2 separate regions of the Hordeum vulgare genome follow, and region 1 is linked to region 2. Evidence: chromatin contacts called from public Hi-C data. All regions are on one chromosome and are shown on one strand. The core of a region is the stretch at or near the end of the contact, and the rest is flanking DNA. Distances in the headings are between cores, read along the strand shown.

Region 1 (2,700 bases), core at 193-2,692, 180 kb before region 2:
CCCAGCCAAGGACAAGTTCACCGGATCTGGTGCGGGAGAGTTGCCAGAAGATGGCGTAGTTCCAGCAAAGGCTTTGACCATCAGCTTCAACCAGGTCCTGGAGTTTATTTTGCAAGCCCACCAACACAGACGCTGCTACAAGATTTTCAGATATGGCGCCTCCACCTTTTGTCAGATATGTGAAGGCATCTAAGCCCAGCACAGAAGCACAAAGGGATTTGTCCTCCTCAGTCCAGGACCCTTTGGTGACTTCCTCCTCGATCTCTGTCTTCATCAGTACACTACCTGTTCAAAATGGTAGGAGTCAGGTCACATGAACAAAATAACCACATATAAAAAGGAGAATGCAAAACAAGGAGGATTGCACAAGCGTGCGAGCTAGCGCCCTACGCCGGTAATCACTGCCACATCAGCCCCGATGTCATCGTGGCCAGGAGCAGAGAGATGCACATCTGATGCAAAGTGGTCAAATTGTGTGGTGGTGTCGCATGCTACGACGTAAAAGCGTATCTCCCCAAAAGATGAGTGTATTTCCTTTGATTTCGAGAAAAAAACCACTCACTTTTGATAAAGAAAGTCGCACAGGACCACCCAAATTCCAAGCAACATGCAACAAGCCTAGTGTTGTACTCCCTCCGTTCCTAAATATAAGTCTTTTTAGATATTCCACTAGGAGACTACATACGCATCCGTATGTAGTCTCCTAGTGGAATATCTAAAAAGACTTATATTTAGGAACGGAGGGAGTACCAACTTTCAATTTTACCATTTATGGAAAAGGTGAAATGTGTCCAGTAACTACTTACTACTGAGAAAAACAGGGGATTCTTGTGGCAGGAACTGCAATAATCTTACAGTCATAATCCGAATAGTACTCCCTCCGTTCCTAAATATAAGACCTTTTAGAGATTCCCCTATGAACTACATACGGATGTATGTAGTCATATTTTAAGATGTAGATTCACTCATTTTGCTCCGTATCTAGCATATAGTGAAATCTCTAAAAAGTCTTACATTTAGGAACGGAGGGAGTACCATTCTAGCTATGCTTATTTTATGATAATAAAGCGCATGCAAACGAACAGCTTATCATGTCGTCTCCACCTTCAGGATGAAGCCATTAGCAGCTTAAAACATTTTTTTCCGAATGCTTGGCATCACAAGATCAAACTAAAGGCTGCTGCATATTTTATTACTTTATTATTAAGTAATAGAAATGGCGATCGGTAAGGCACTGGATCTACAGCGGATCTGGATCTGGATGGTGCACCGGCACACCAAGAAATTGTGGACGTCAGTGGGGACTAATCAGTGGATGGGAACAAGCTCATACCTTTAAATCCAGTGGCCAAAGGTTGCGGCTTGCGGGCGGGGGAGGGACAAGCAGGGACAGGGACGCTATGAACATGAACGGGAACGGCGAAGGTGGAGAGGTTTGAGGGGGGGCGTCAGCGTCAGCCGGCGGCCGTGGGGTATGGGCACGGCACGGCACGGCGGCGGCGGCTTGTTGTAGGCCACGCGGCCACGCGGTGGAAGACGCACGCTAGCTGTAGTGATGTAGGTCGAGATTGGTAGGTCAGGAGTCGGGAGTCGGGACTGGCGAGGGGAAGAGGAAAGAAAAGGTACGGCGAAGGAACCGGCTCCTCTCACCGTCTGACCTGACGTGCCGCTGATGAGGGAGTGAGGGGAGCTCCTCTTCAGCGCTTTTTTTATTATTATTTTTTTGGAGCCGACTTCTTCGGCGCTTCAGGCGCGCCGACGCTGATGGTTCGCTGCTCCATCGCATTTAACAATAAGAAAACGAAAAAGTCGTGAATTCACAAAAAAAAGGATTTTGAAAACAAGCTCATGAACTTGAAAAAAAAGTTCATCAAATTTGTAAAAAGTTCTTTGATTCTAAAAGTTCATCGCTTTAAAAAAAATATTCATCGGATTTAAAGATGGTTCACCGATTTCAAATATATAATCATCGATCTTGAAGAAAATTTATTGGTTTTTTTTAAATATCATGAATTTGAATAAAAAGTTCATGCGTTTAGAAAGAGAAAAAGAAAAAAAAACTGAACAACTTTGTTCCAGGAAAAAATAACAGAAAAGTTCGGTGGAGTGTAGAGGATAAAAGGGAGAAATGTGATTTGGCACAATCAATCGAGATGGCCTACTGGTTAGTGTGCTTTGCTCTGAATAGAGAGGTCATTATTTTGAACCCCAACGGTCGCAGCTTTTTACTTATCAAGAAAGAAAAAGTTAAACGGATCCCTATCTACAAGGAGGGAGGTGTGCTTCAGACGTCCGTTTGCAAAATGGTCTGTAACGGTACAAAATAGGACGGGAGCAACTGTTCATTCGGGGTGGTTTGGCACGCTCTCAGCCGTCATCACGTGTCATGTTTTAAACGTTCAATGCAAAATTTATTTTTTATTTTTCTGCACGCATTCTTTTAGATGCTTTGGGGGCTATTTTTTATTTTTACCTGCTTTCTTATGTTTTGGACCCAGCAAAAATCAAAAGAATGACGCAGAAAAACGCACTATTTTTCCTTCATCCGGAAGCAGCCGTGTCTCTCACAAAAGGGAAATATATGTCTCCTTTCTTTTTCCTTCTATGAGAGACACAAATTTACTTCTCGTAGAGGTATGGATTCGCTTTCTTTAGAGGCACGATCGAAAAGGGAAACAACGTGTTTTCTTTTTTTTATCA
Region 2 (2,700 bases), core at 118-2,617:
GGCGAAAGACTATTTCGAGCTCATTTGAAAATAAATAAAATGTATACTCTAAAAATGTAGTACTCCCTCCGTCTCAAAATCATTGTATTAAATTTGTCTACATATGAATGTATCTAGTCATTTTTAGTATTTACATACATCAATTTTCAAACAAATTTAAGACAAGAATTTTGGGACGAGGGAGCACTACGGGGCGGAGGCTCTCCCTCTCCGCAGCAGCAGGAGAGAAGAGAAGCCATTGCGTCGGCGATCCTTCCCGGCGACGCACGCAATAACACTACCGCAGCAGCAGCAAGCAAGCAAGCAGGTGGAGGGAGGACAGGACACGCAGCAGCAGATGCCTCGCGCCATGTGAGGCTCGGTGGCGGGGCGAGGGAGCCACGAGGCCGGCACGTGAGCGAGCGCAGGAGCTGTCCGCCCGTTTCTTCGGTCCTTGATGAAGGATGATGACGATGCAGGGATCCGGGGACCCGGCGGATTGGCGGTAGCTACTGAATTCTCCCTGAGCTCACATGGGCACACGGAATCCCTCGGCAAATCGGCCGTGTGGTGTCGTCTCGTACGCGCCCTCTTGGCTGTAGATCCGTAGCTCATGTCAAGTAGTACCGCTGCGACGGGTGGTTGATGGCCGCCCGAGGACAGTGCCATGTGCAGATGGGCTGCCGGGTGGGTGATAATGCTCCTCTGTAGGCTTGCTGCAAGAGCAACAGGAGAGGGGAGTGCTTGATCTGCACGGAGGATTATCATCTCTTCCATTTTTTCTCTTCCTTCTCAGCCAAGTTCAGATCAGCAGCGCCAAACGAGCAAGGAGGAGAGCGGGGAGGAGCCAGCAGACCGCATCCACATGGAGATCGATCATGGCATAGGGAAATGCCAAACTAACAGTTTTCTACGTGCCGCTTTTGCGAGGCCAAGTGTGCGTGTCACATGGGCACGGGTCGGGGATCGTTCAGATCCACCGCATCATTTCGTTTTCCCTCGGGCCTCTCCCTGGATTGATCCCAGGTTAGGTCAAGTGAGTCAGTCAGTCAAGTGTTCCTTCTCGCAGCAGTAGAAAACACATGCCTAGGGTTTCTCTAGAAGAAAGAAACAGCACACAACATTGGAGGCATCGACTGCAGAGAAGGCACCGCGGTCAAACGGGTCGGTAAACGCGGCATTGAAACTCGTCCATCAACCCCGGCGACAGTTTTCCCTCCGTCCTGGACAGCTTTCATTGCCACCCTAACCATCGGCAGTAAATCACAGAGCACAAATCAGAACCCAGGGAAAAGAAAACTCCTCTATTCTATCCTGTTCCGACCACAGTGTTTCCCCCCCCTGTGCCGCGCCTGCTTGTGCTTGGCCTGGGCCGGCTCTCCACATCTCCTTTGCGCTTTACACGGCCTTCACATCACACTCCAAGGGCACACTGGTGCTGGTGGTGGCGACTGGTGAGTGGCGTGCTGACCATAGGGCAATGGGGGAGAGACCGTGAGATGGGATCTTGATTCTTGCCCGGCGTCGTTGCCACCAGCAAAGGCTCCACTGCGGTACGCCACTGCGCTTCCCTCCCTCCCTCCCTCCCTCCTCGGCTCTCAGATTGGATCTTACGCCAACAGCTTTGGGTTTCTTTCTCCTCGCCACTGCCCGGCTCTGCTCTCGATCTGTTCTCCGGCTCATCTTTTCCGGTGCATTCTGGCGGGTTTCTTTTCGGTTGCCCTGCTGTTCCCCTGGTCCATAGGGTTACTGGTCTCTTGCTCTGGTTGGGGGGAGACACCATTGCTTGATTCGCTCTGGTATTGCTTGCCGAGGGGGCTCTGATGTAGCATTGGCCTCCAAGTTCTAGGGGTGTGTGGATGTTTATTTATCTTCTTTTATTTCTTTTTCTCCCCTGATTTTACCATGTTCCATACCATTGGACCTTTTTTCCCAGTATCTTCATAGCTAATCATTCATGCAGTTCCATTTTCTTGCAGTTTTAGTTTGTTTTCATCTCTTTACTGAACGCTCTTTCTTTTGGCGTAATGCAGTGGGATTGTTAACCTGTCTTTGTATGCTCCGAAACTGGCTCAGGGCTTCATCCATTCTGCTGCGTTCATCAGGGCATCTGTGGATGGGAGGCGAGTATTTCTACTGACTAGTACCAATCTTAACCCCTATTTTTCAGCTTACATTGTGCTGTTCCCCCCTTTCATAGATTCCGTTCATGCAGTTTCTGAAAAAAAAAGGAAATTGTAAATCCTAGTTTCAGCTGCTGATCGATCTACACTTGTGCACTGTAGGTAATCTGCTTACAAATTGGGAGATTCTGTCTGCTCTTCGGGCTCCTCGCTCTTCGCTTTGCCCGGAAGCATGATATACTCCACGTCTGCTTGAATGTATATTCTGAAGCATCAGAACCATCTTCTGTCGCCACGCATGATATTATACCGCAGGGTTGCTCAATCCTGAGCACTAAAGAAGTTGAGAAATATCGTGCCATCTCTGGTGGTTTACCTTGCTCCTCTCTGACAATGGCGACTTTAGTTCGTCGTGACTCGAATAATACACGGTACTCATGGTTGTGGGTTAGCCATATCAGCCCTAAGAACTCCAAATGGCTTCAGGAGAATCTTACTGGTACGCATTTTTTCGCACGATTCGTTATTGTTTATTATCCTTTCTTGTTAATTTAGTGTGGAATATATGTGTTAGTATTGAAAGTTGTACGTATGAGCA

Evidence for each region. Hi-C and Micro-C count contacts between places; a contact is called where the count stands out from the background.
Region 1: a contact with region 2 is called in a Hi-C map of seedling, with 2.9 times the contacts expected there. The contact joins the promoter of LOC123449506 here to the promoter of LOC123449504 in region 2. A contact is called at or near these places in 1 of 6 Hi-C or Micro-C datasets (seedling) and 1 of 1 datasets of contacts at active chromatin or transcription factors (embryo).

The regions. Positions count from the first base shown.
Region 1 is chr4H:558,902,521-558,905,220 of MorexV3_pseudomolecules_assembly, reverse strand. It overlaps LOC123449506 (transcription factor MTB1-like), which reads right to left and starts at 1,442. Exons shown (of 2, transcript XM_045126752.1): 1 at 1,334-1,442; 2 at 1-285. The coding sequence starts at 274.
Region 2 is chr4H:558,725,792-558,728,491 of MorexV3_pseudomolecules_assembly, reverse strand. It overlaps LOC123449504 (protein NETWORKED 1D-like), which reads left to right and starts at 1,367. Exons shown (of 7, transcript XM_045126751.1): 1 at 1,367-1,532; 2 at 2,013-2,122; 3 at 2,265-2,601. The coding sequence starts at 2,496.